Linked DNA regions of Rattus norvegicus: region 1 is linked to region 2. Evidence: chromatin contacts called from public Hi-C data. All regions are on one chromosome and are shown on one strand. The core of a region is the stretch at or near the end of the contact, and the rest is flanking DNA. Distances in the headings are between cores, read along the strand shown. Region 1 has its middle 86 kb from the start of Kctd1. Region 2 holds the start of Kctd1 (potassium channel tetramerization domain containing 1).

Region 1 (5,917 bases), core at 2,524-5,023, 86 kb after region 2:
CTTGCTTTTGAGACGTCACCTGTCATGGCCTGAAGTTCTTCCATTTGGCTAGACTTGTTGTCCAGGAGTTCTGGATGTCCTGTCTCATCTCCCCAGCACAGGGGCAGCATGTGTCCCACCACAGTTAAGTTTTCATGTATGTGCTGAAAATCAAATTCCGGTTCTCATGCCTGCACTTCTCCTTCCCCAGCCCTTGATTAACCTCTTAACCTGTCACCCCAAGAATGAAAATGAGACCCTGGATCACTCCTGCTTGGTTCCTCACTATTTGGTAAGATGTAGAGTAATGCCCAGCACAGCAAAACAAAAAACAAAATAAAAACAAAAATAAAAAACCAAACTAACCAAACAAAAAGTAATACATGCACACCGTACCTAAACAAACAGATAATTTTAAAACATGTTTAAACCTACATCCATCCATCCATCTATCTACTATCATCTATCTATTATCATCTGTCTGTCTATCATCTATCTGTCTGTCTATCTATCATCTATCTATCTATCTACTATCATCTATCTATCATCTGTCTATCATCTATCTATCTACTATCATCTATCTGTCTATCTATTATCATCTATCTGTCTGTCTATCATCTATCTATCTGTCTGTCTGTCTATCATCTATCTATGCCTATCTGTCTATCTATCTACTATCATCTATCTATCTGTCTATCATCTATCTATTTATCTACTATCATTTATCTATCATCTGTCATCTATCGTCTATCTGTCTGTCTTCTATCATCTATCTATTATCTATCTATCTACTATCATCTAGCTGTCTATCTATCTATCATCTATCTATCTATTTATCTATCTACTATCATCTATCTGTCTGTCTATCATCTATCTATCGTCTATCTCTCTATCTGTCTGTCTATCTACCACCTATCTATTATCTACCATCTAGCTACCTATCATTATTTATTCACTCACTTATTGTGAGGGGTGAGGTGCACGTGCCACAGCACACCCGTACGTGTCCGAGGACAACCTGTGGAGTTGATCCCTTCCTTTTACCAGCAGGTCCCCAGGACTGAACTCAGGCTCTTAGGCGAGGTGGTAAGTTCCTTTACTCACAGACCCATTTTGTCAGCCAGGATCAGGTGATTTTTTTTTAATGGCACCAATTAGAAGAATTATGTGACAAGCTACAGTCACCATTCTTGCCCCCTGGGATGAAAAGTGAGCCTTGGAAAGCCAAGAAGGACACAGAGGTCCAGGAAGTGGAGGAATGAGAGGAGCTGCTGAAGACCTGACTGAGTGAGCGGGGAGCAGCAGAAAGGAACGGGAACAAAAGCAGGGGAGGGACAAGAGGGACTGGAGAAGGGATTACAGGTAGCCCTGAGGTAAAAAAGTCGCTTGGTGGGAACACGTGAGCAAACCGTATACTCTGGTCTAAAGATGAGTGCTGGAGTGGCAGACAGCTGATGGACAGCAGTGACAAGGTGACAGACATACCCCACTGGCTTCACTGGCTGTGGGGGGCCACCTGAAGCGGAAGTCAGAGAGACTAGTTCTCAGGGGCATTGTGACCTGAGTCAGCCTTAACTGGTGTGTTCCAGAAATAATGATTCTGAGTTAATGGGTAGCAAGACAATAAAGAACTCTACAGTCCAATGCGTTTGAAAAACACCAAGTTAGAACATTGCTTCGGCGTATTACACACCTTCCCGAAACTTTAAAACGCATTAAAAATACTTCAAAGGAGACAATGTATGGTGTGTTTCCCAAAAGTGTCTGGCTGGCAGATCCTGTCTTATTTCCTTCCTGGAACATCTCTAGGGTTTACTGTCCCTGAGGATAGATGCTCTCTTTTAAAATTCATTTTATGTGTATGCCTATTGTGCCTGAGTGTGTGTATGCCCCATAAAGATGATATGCTGTAGAGGTCAGAAAAAGGTGTCGGCACCCTGGGACTGGAATTACACATGGCTGTAAGCCTACATGCAGGTCTGAGAATCTTACCCACCCTCTGCAAGAACAGCCAGGACTCTTCACCACTGAGCCATTTCCTCAGCCCTAGAGGTCAGGGCTCACCAGAGCCTGTTTGAAATGTAGGTCCTCAGTCCTCCCTCTTACCTACTCAGAAACTGGGAGTGGAGCCAGGACCCAGCTTTTAAGGGGCTCCTTAGGCTACCCTGGTGCATACTGGGGTCTGAGAGCCACCCAGTTACAGGGTGAGGATTCACACTCACACAGCAAAGACTTTGCTAAGGGGTTGGCTAAATCGAGCTGACTCTGAGGTCCGGTTTTATAATTGCTGAGGTGAAACAAGGAAATCGTGAGTCTGTGGCAAATTCCTGGCTTGCTATCTCATGCTAACTAATCTTGAGCTCACATGTAGCCAAGGATGACCCTGAAACCCTGTTTCGAGCACCAAAGCACTGGGGTCAAAAGGGCATCTACTGCAGGGTCCCAGTTTATGACTTTTTAGAGCTGGGACCCAGGGCTTCCCGCATAGTAGGCTAGGACTCTGGCAACTGAGCTACACCCCTGTCCTGGGAGACAGGATATTCGTAAACTCCATTATCTGCTCTGGAACAACCACACACAAATCCCATTTGTGGCTGTACAAACTCATAATCTGAGGTTAAAAACAATTACATACGAAGAGCTTTATCCATCAACTAGCTTAGAAGTATTGTGCCCATCTCCATAAGGAGAGTGAGGCAACACGGAGACTTAGCAGAAGAAATCTTTTTTCTTTTTTCACATGTTAAAAAACAAAATTACTCCGTAGTGGGGTAATTTAGAAATGTTCTTCCCCAGCATCTGTAGTTTGCAGAAGAGCTGTCAAAAATAACTGAAGTACATGAATATTGCAATTGTACAAAGAAAGTAAAGAAGAAAAAAAGAACGTAGGAGCACATTTTCAAAGCGAAAATCTGAATCTGTGTCTGAAGTCTGAAGTGCGTTGAAATTGTATTACATTTGATTTACTTATGTACTTAAGGTGTGCGTGTGGGCGAGTGAGAGTGTGTGCAGTATCCGAAGGTCAGAGGGCAACTTTGATTGCTCTCTCTATCTGCCAAGTGGGTCCTGGGAATTGAACTCAGGTTGTGAGCCTTGCTGATGGGTACCTTTACTGAGTGAACTGACTTCAGAGATATAGTTTGGCTTACACTTTTTTTTTAAGTAGAAGGAATGACCACGGAAGGCTCTTGGATAATTACGCAGGATGAATTGGTTGAGGTTGGTGTGTGCTCTATGCTTCAGGATCCATAGTTTCTGATGCATTTGAGCACGAGGATGCATCAGAAGCAAAAGGACAGCACTGTGAATGATTTTCATAGACACAGAGGTTTAATTGCAAGGGGGAAATGACTGGAAATAGCCCTGATTGCTTAAGGTACGGGTCTGGAGAACTCCCATTCCATCTCACCTTCTCAGCTCTGACTCATCTCCTACCAACAGACACAACTGGCAATGTACCCATGATTCCACTGGTCATGAACTCACGGTTCTTCCTGCTCTGCAGTGATAGGTGAACTGGGTAAAAGTTAGATCAAGATCTGGTTTTCCTTCAGAAAACCACCTGCTTCTTGTATAGCCAGTGTGACTTATGCAACCTCGGGATGATTCATCGTGTCTATTCTTCAGATCTCTGAAATATTTGAGCCACCAAAAAAGGAAGATTCAATCCTGAAACTCTGGCTTTCCTTTAGAGATTGATGTGTGTAGCCACTTTATTTGATGATACCACAGGCCGCAGAGTTCAAACCCATGAAAGTTCAGCCCCCAACACCAGCTTTGCCTCTCAGACTTCAAAGGGCATTTGGTTTGTCAGCCTGTTTATTTTTGAGAGGTACAGGCTGGCCTTGAGCTCAGATCCTCCTGCCTCCAAGTCCCAAGGCCTGTGTCCCTTGTCCCAAGCCCAAACCACGGCTCAAGGAAGGGCTAAGTTAGTGCAAACAGCCATGTGACTTCCATTCACCTTGTGTTGCCTTTGCAAAAACGCTGTTTTACTAGTTGTCCCTCATGAATGCTGGGAAGAAACTTATGCTGGCATGTGCCTGCCGTCCCCAGACTTGGAAGGTGGAGGCAGGAGGATCAGAAGCTCAATCATTTTTGACTACATAGCAAGGAAAGAAAGAAGGATTTAGCAAGTCATCCGGCCATTTCTGCCTCCTTGAGAAATGAATGGCAAGCCTCAGGAGAAGAAAGATCCACTAATGAGAGCAGACCATGTAGAGCCCTTGATAACACTCCATGTTTCTAAAACTGGCTGAAAGGCTGTGAATGTCTAAAGACCCCTGCCCCCATTAAAATGTTATCACACACATCTAGAACATAATCCCCCTACACTGTCAGTGTTGATTCCCCTTGTATCTAAATCAAGGCCCCAGCTATCACGGGACCCACAGCTTAGTGCTTTATGGTTTATTACTCATTGGTTTTCCTGGGTCTGAGAATGAATTACAGCCAATGTGCTTATACTTCTTTTGAAATGTTCTCTCTCCCTTACCCCCCTAGAGTCCCATAGAGTCTCTTGCATCTCAGGCTGGCTTGAACTCCCTATGTACCCAAGGATGGATGACCTCGAAGTTCTAATCCTCCTGCCTCCACTTCCTGAATGCTGTGATTCCAGGGCTGGGCCACCTTTCCTCATTTATGATGATCGAGGGATTGAATTTCTAAGTTCCTGCATGAAAGACAGGCACTCTACCACTGAGCCACAACCCCGCCGCCCTGGGGTACCTTCTTGTGCTTTTCATAGGTCAAAGCATAAAAATCTCACCCATTTTACAGAGTGACTGGGATGAATTAGTATCTTAATTCTGAGGAAGGAATCGATGGAGCTAGATTTACCATCACAGGCTTAACAGAAGACTCGGAGTTCCAAGCAACTAGAGAAGCAAGTTGTCGGTGACTACAAACAGCACCGTAGCACTCTTCCCTGCGTGGCGGCACATGAATACTTCAAACTGAGTGATCACCTTTACTAAATTCCAGATTTCTGATGACTAATTGGCTTCAAGTCCTTTCAACTGAGCATGTGATAATATGGCTGATGTTAGGGAACGAAAGCACTTTTCTTTGTTGGTTTAACTAGGCACTCAAGAACACACACACACACACACACACACACACACACACACACACACCACACACACTTACATAATTCCCTTCTCTGGGAAATCACAATCAGTGGGTGCTAGCAAAGTATAAACTCTCTCCTCCCTGGACCACCGCCTAAGAGAAAATGGGCTCCTTGGAGGTGTTGATGGTTCCAGTTGTCCCTCTGAGCTGCAAGTAGTTTCCAAGAAGGAGCCAAGGCAGGTTTTAAAAGTTGGCTCAACCCAGCTTTCTCTGAAAGTGGGACAATGCCAGAAAGTAAAAGACCAGAGGCTTGCAGAGACCAGGAGTGTGCATCACTGCCATCTGCTGGATGGAATGGGCATCGCACCAGCTCCGGAACTGCTCCGCAGAGTAAGAATCTTCTGATTCCCAGGGTGGGGTCTGAAGAGGGTGTCTTACTTGCCAGTCTTCAAAGACCAGCTCTGTATGTCTGCAGTATTTTGAAACCCTACAACATTTGTACCCAGGAGGAATTTCTTGTGCACAATCAAGAAGTAAATGGGGACGAGGAATGTAGTCTAGCATACGTAAAACCCTGGGTTCAGTCTCCCATCACTGCTAAAACTAGTTGTAGTGGCACACCTGTAATCCCAGCACCCAGGAGGTGAGAGAGGAGGATGAGACAAGTTCAGGGTTATCATTAGCTACATATCAAGCTCCAGACCAGCTACATGAGACCCCATCTTCAAAACAAAACAAAAGGAAAAGTGAAAGAGGACTATCTTAGAAGCAAAGTTCCCAGATCAACAAAGTTTGCTTGTCTCAAATGATTGACCTAATTAGTTAGAAAAAGCCTATAACAATCAGGCCAGGGGGGCTTATGGGAAGGCAA
Region 2 (6,349 bases), core at 2,821-5,320:
GGTTAAGGTGCCATGTTTATAATTAAGAAAAATATGGCTGGAGCTCATAGTCCACCAGGCCTCTCCAGAGGACTGAGAAGAGTGAGGAGAACAGATACTTTACATCTCAACTGACCACTAACCTCACCAGTCATTAATCTACAAAGATAGGGATTTTAATACACGCCAAAGGTAAAAGTTCAGTACCATCCTTCTCCCTAAAGCCAACATCCGGTTCAGGCTGATTCCTCTCCAGTGAGTGCTGATGAAGCCAGCAGTTTAAAGTTCTCTTACTGCTAGTTTCTTTAAAAAGAAATGCTTCCTACTCGATTCTAACTGAAAATGTGACCATTAAATACACGCAAATAGGGCTGGGATGGAGTTCAACAATACAACACCTGTCTGATGTTCACAGAGCCCTGGACATGATCTGTAGAGACCCCCCCCTCCCCAAAGTGCAAACAGAACCCCTGTTCTTCGGAGTTTTTTTTTTTTTTTTTTGGAGCTGGGGACCGAACCCAGGGCCTTGCGCTTCCTAGGTAAGCGCTCTACCACTGAGCTAAATCCCCAGCCCCCCGGAGTTTTAACTAAAAGAGCTTTACAGCTAAAACCTTGTTGGACAACCACAGTTAATAATCATTTATGCAAAATACACTTAGGTCTACATTTAACTTGGGAGTTGCCTGACAAGGACTTGAGAATAATAAGTGTCAGCATGAAGTTGTATAGCCTGATTTAGCCCACAAGAATAAGTGAAACCCAGGGAAGGAGGGCACTCTTGGAAAACAAAAGCCAGAAGAGGAGGAGGAGGAGGAAGAGGAGGAGGAGGGAGAGGAGGAGGAGGAGGAGGAAGAGATGGAGGAGGAGGAGGAGGAGGGAGGAGAAATTATATATTCCTCCTCCGGCTTTATAATCAGGTCCCACTCTAACTCAGGGCACTTTGAGGGTATTTATTAGAAGAATGTGAACATTTCTGTTTTGCTTTCCAAAAAAAAGCAAACCCCCAACTTGCTTCTCTACCCTTAAAACACTTTTAAACTACCCCTGATAGAATGAACCACACAGAGGGCAGCACAGGACACAGGGACACAGCCCACAGGCCGTGGCTTAGAGGCCAGTGCTGCTTAGACTGTCATTTCCAGCCTTCCTGGCAGCCTTGAGGCATGCCCATTAGCTGGTAAGCGGTCAGAACTGGAATTTCCACTTTGGAGAAAAAGCACAGAGGTAGTGATGAGTTCCAGACTTGGGACAGAACTTCTATTTCTACTGATAGTAGGGGAGGTCAAGGTAGTAATACACTCCCCGAGGCGCCTGCCACCAGAATGGGGGCACAAGAGACCTCCTCTGGCTCCCTCTGGAGAAGCATCCAGGACAGCAGGATAACCTTGACAGTGCTGATGAACAGGTTCCTTGGGGACAGGAACAAGGGAAAGTTTCTAACACTCAGGCCCAGTCTCTGTGTAGTCAGTACTGTCACCGATTGAGTGACAATATCTAAGCCAGGACCGGTGAGCTGACTGCCCACATTTTACTCGTCTGGCTCTAGACCTACTTTGGGGGTAATGCCTCCCTCCTCTTCCTTGTTTGGGCCCAAGATAGCAAGTTTCAACCGGACTAGAGCCCAGGGACACTCCTGTGTATCCTGTCCCTAGCTCAGACATCACTTTCCAATCTGAATAATGTTAACACTAATAGGAATGATACCCCAAAGGTCGAATTACGACGGGGCTGCATGTTAGAATAAATTGGTACTCTACAGCAGGCCGCTGCAGTCTCCGCCCCTTTTCTTAAAAAAAAAAAAAAAGAAGCAATCTACAGGAAGTGGCACTGGCATGTTTTCTTTTTTTAATAATTCAGAAGCGTTTTTCGTATCTTCAGAAGTTATGGCGAGTATGTAATGGAGCATTTGAAAAGTAACTTCATTCTAGTGTTTTAGGTAACTACCTCTATTCAGCGCCCTGGCAGTCCTTGCCTTATAAAACTCAGGCATCCAGGGAGACATTCCAAGAGCGAGCTTAAACCTTTTGTTCTGAGAACTTCGAGGTTTCTAGCTTTACTTGGCTGCAGCGACTTGGAAGCTAGGGATCCTTGGCATCTTTTAAAGGTTAGGTGTAAAGTCCCTGTCCCCCAAAGCATGAAGAGGAAACGTATTTCTAGGGACAGTATCAAATCACCGTGCAGTGTAACAACTACTTTTAAAAAATCCTACCCCCAATCCTGATCTACAGGAGCGCAAAAGTTAGTCTCGAACTGGTACCAGACAAATATTTCATGCATAGACGTCGTTTTGGTTACCTGGGTGGGGGAAACAATAGCAGGTGAAACTATGGTGGGAGAATTGGTGCTTCGGTGCCCATTGACTTCTGGAAGAAGAGGCAGGGGGTCGTGTTTCACGGAAACCACTACCACCGCATCCACAGGTTCCGAGGAGGGACGGATACAAAGTCTTTTGGGGGAAGAAGGGCCGCAGATTTCCCCGGACCCGAACACTGACTCGTACAGCGCGCGCTTGGGCGCAGCCTCGGACTTCACGTCGGGCCCGACCTGGCTGTCTTTGGGGAGGATATAAGTGCTACCCAGCGAGGACGGCTGGGGGCGGTGGTGGTGGGAAGGATGGGTGGGGGCATGGTGGGAGTGGTGACGAGCTGACCCGTTCAGAGAGTCGGTGTAGCAGCCCTGCGGGGCTGGGGAGCCTAGCTTGGTCCCGATGCCCGCGATGCTGTTGAGCGTGGCGATGGACACCGCGCCGATGCAGTGGTTAGTGTAGGTCTTGGACAGCTTGGCTGCCTTGGAGAGCATCTGCATCCTGGTGCCCAGCAAGTTCTTGCCTATGGCTTTGTTCTCGTACCATGTCACATCGCCCTCGCTGCAGTGGTCCCGGGGCCGCTGGAAGAACGCCTTACAGAGGGGATTGCGCTTAGACAGGTACTTGACAAAGCTGGCGTAGGGACAGAACTCAGTGCCTGTCTCGTACATGCGAGGCAAGTTCTCTTCGTCGCTGCTCTCCGCTCGCTTCTTACTCCAGGACGAGGAACGCGACTTGTGGTAAGGCCCGAGCGACTTGAAGTAGACGAACTTGCGACCGTCCTCGTCCATGGCCAGCCCGAAGGAGTCCTCCTCCAGCTCGCGCTGGTTCTCGCGGCCTCGCGTGCAAAAGTACATGCACGTCTCGAACCAGACCTTGTTGAGCAGTCCAAAGGGCGTGTTGGTGCTGAAGACGCTGGAGGTGTAGAGCTTGCGCAGGTCGGCGCGCGTGATGGCTTGCTTCTGCACCACGGGCCCCGCGCCCTGCTCCTCGAGCTTGCGGATGACTGCGGCCAGCGTCAGGTTGGCGCTGCGCAGCTCGGGGTCCTTGGTGAGGTCGAGCGTGCGACAGTAAGGGGGCTCGTTGAGGTAGCGGTTGAGGGAGCTGCGGATGCTGATGAGCGAGGACTTGCTGTAGAGCTGGCCGCTCTTAGAACGGGCCTCGGCATAGAAGGAGCGCAGCACGCGGCACAGCGCCCCCTTGTCCATGGTCTCGAAGTCTGGGCTCTGAGCCTTTTCGCTCAGGTACTCCCGGAAGATGCGCACGGCGTAGCGGGTGGCCAGCCGGGTGTTCTCGCTCAGCCGGGCCCGCTCGGGGCGCTGCAGCACGTCGGGGTCCAGCTCCGCGCTGTCCCCGGGCGGCCCCGCGCGGGCCCGGGGCGCCAGCAGTCGTGGCGGCGCCTCGGGCTCCAGCGCGGCGCTCTGGTCCATATGGATCATATGGACCGGCTCGGGCTCCAGCTCCTCCCCGGCCGAGTCCTCTGGCTCCAGGGGCTCTTCCCAGTCCATCCCCATCTCCTCCTCTTCCTCCTCCTCCTCGTCCTCCTCCAGCCCCCCACCTCCGTCCTCCTCCTCGTCCCCCGTTATCTGCACCTCCTGGATCTCGTCCTCCTCCTCCTCTTCCTCCTCCTCCTCGCCCGCGCTGCAGTAATGCGGGCGGCCGTAGCGGCGACCGCGGCCCCCGGCCCCGCGCTCGCCCTCGCCCCGCTCCCCATTGTTCTCGGCCCCAGCGGCGGCGCTGCCGCCCGCGCTGGTGTTACAGTCCCCGCTGCCAGGCATTCTCGCCATATTGCCGTCTCCCTGCCAGTCCTCGGGCAGGGCGCATGCGCTATATTGGACCGCAGCGCTGAGAGCTTTTGTGTTTAATGACCTTCAGCTACCGGGAGGCAAAGCCGGGCTCTTAAAGGAGCCGCGCTCCAATTGTCATTCCGGAGCGCCTCACGGGAGGGGCGAGGGGATGCCAGGGAGGGGAAGCGGGGGATAATTGTGGCCAGGAGCCGGTAAAAGAGGGAGGCCAGCCGGACCTTCTTCCTTCTTTAGCCCGATCCCCACTTCTAGGAAAACTTTGGGGAAAAAGTAGGGAGGGGAGGGAGAGCTGTCGGTGGGGGGCGAAACACTCCCAACTTACCCTCTGGCGGAGCGGGCCCGCGGGCCCGGGCGGGCGCGAGGGAGGGTCGGCGGGAGGGCGGGGCGGTGTCGCTTCACTAGGTAATGCCGGAGGAGCAGTGCCCCTTCCACCGCCCCCTCATTGCCCCCCGAAGCCGGGGGATCCGGGAGGCTGCTGCAGTGAGCCAGCCGCGGGTGCTGCTGCGAGGAGCCGGTGTCCGGGACCGCCCGGAGCAGGCAGGTTAATGAGCTGGGTGGAGGAGGCTCGGGGAGGCCCTGCACCCTCTGTGCGCCCGCGGCCAGGGCGCAGCGGGCGAGGCTTGGGAGCGGGATGGGGCTGGCGGCAGCAGCGGCTCCCCCACCTACTTGCTGGCGGCGAGGAGCGGGGGCCTGGGGCCAGCAGCGCGGCTCTCAGCTCCCATCCCGACTCTTGCTAAGGAGCAAAACACGCCCCACGTCAGCCTCATCTGTTTAGACTTTTCCAACTGCCACTTTTAAGCTGTCATTAAAGACCTGGGGCGCTCCCCAAAGGTCTGGGGCAAGCCCGCGCCGGTCTAGCCAGCCCCGCGAAAGTGCAAGAAAGAAAGACTGGGAGGGGTTGGTGGGAGGGGAGATGTGGGAAGAGCAGTTTTCCGGGACCCCAGGGACCCACTTGCCACCCACTTGGACCGCTCCTCCCTGCCCTAGAGCAAAATAACACAACACTCCGGGGCGAGGAGTGTCCAGGTTGGCGCTAAAGCAGTGCGGATCCCTAAAGGATAAGCGAGAGCGGGCGGGTGGAAAAAGTGAACTTGGGTTTGGGTCGCCCCCGCTCTCGCCACAATTCTAGCAATTAGGATCTCTAGCGCGCTCTCGTTTTGCCAACTGCTTTGCTTTCGCCCTCCGGGCTGTGCTGCCTCCGGCGCGTGGGGGCGAGCACCTCGGAAACTGGAAAGACTGCCAGAGAGCTCGCCGGGTCCCGCTTTCCCATAGGAGGTACTGTCCCACTTCCAGCCAACTTCCGCCCCTGGCGCGCCCAGGCTCTGGGCACGTCCTCGCGTCATCACCAGCCCCACTCCCGGCCCTGGGGGTAGCGCCCTAGCGCGACACCAAGACCTTTACTATTCTATTTGTTGGTGGCAGTAACCGGGGCGGTCATCCTAACTTTCTCCAGCGAGTGTCCACTGGCTTGCCAGCCAGGCCTGAGACCCAAGGCCATTAAGAACCGATGAAGCCAGATCGCAGCAGTGCGTCCAAGTGCCGGGCCATGCCTCCCGGGAGGCAACCTCGCTAGGTCCCCGCGTGCGTCATTGGAATTTGCCTCTATGTCTCAATTCAGCTGTGGGGAGTCCTGCCTCAACTATTTGTTCCCTCCTTCCCTGTCGCCTGTCCTTCTCCCCGTCCCCTCCCAGGGCGTTTATCATTTTGTGCCACAATAGAAACCATCCATCAAATTGTAATTTACAAGGAATGTTAAATAAGAAAAAAGAAAGGCTAAGTCTGGGCCAAGTGGCCGGCTAAGTGGCTTTTCTGTGGCCATCTTTCGTCGCTCTCCAAGAGCTTCCTCAGCCCTGGACACCACAGCGTCAGGAAGACATGCCAGGTGTAAAACAAGTTGTAACAAGTCCCAGTCTCACAGGTTCCCTCCAGCTCCTTTGGGAAACTACACACACACACACACACACACACACACACACACACACACACACACGCCCACATGCGCCCTCTTATTACAACTGTCCGAGCAGACGAGGATCTTGGAGGTTTATACTTCTGGAGAATTCTTCCCTAGGTGCTACTAGGGAGACTGTCAGATTTGTCAAAGCATTTTGTTCTCCGTCTCAGCCCTGGATATATGTAAAGAAATATTCTAGATTCTCGGAGCTTGGAGCAGTGGGCAGCTAAGTGGACACACATGGCTCAAAGCTCAGCCCACAGTGCCACTTCCGGAGTGCCTGAATTTCGTCCCGTGATGGTGCCA

What was found. Hi-C and Micro-C count contacts between places; a contact is called where the count stands out from the background.
Region 1: a Hi-C map of frontal cortex shows a contact between it and region 2, with 2.9 times the contacts expected there. The contact joins the enhancer-like site here to the promoter of Kctd1 in region 2. A contact is called at or near these places in 4 of 12 Hi-C or Micro-C datasets (frontal cortex, kidney, mammary epithelial cells and 1 more) and 1 of 1 datasets of contacts at active chromatin or transcription factors (oligodendrocytes).

The regions. Positions count from the first base shown.
Region 1 is chr18:6,574,763-6,580,679 of GRCr8, forward strand. It overlaps a transcript of Kctd1 not described here. Among named protein-coding and RNA genes, the nearest start is that of Kctd1, 86 kb to the left of the region's middle. Within about 2 kb of position 3,774, at least 4 of the 93 cell types and tissues checked have an H3K27ac peak or open chromatin away from gene starts, as enhancers often do.
Region 2 is chr18:6,488,033-6,494,381 of GRCr8, forward strand. Kctd1 (potassium channel tetramerization domain containing 1) reads right to left here and starts at 4,071. Exons shown (of 5, transcript NM_001100516.1): 1 at 2,275-4,071. The coding sequence starts at 4,071.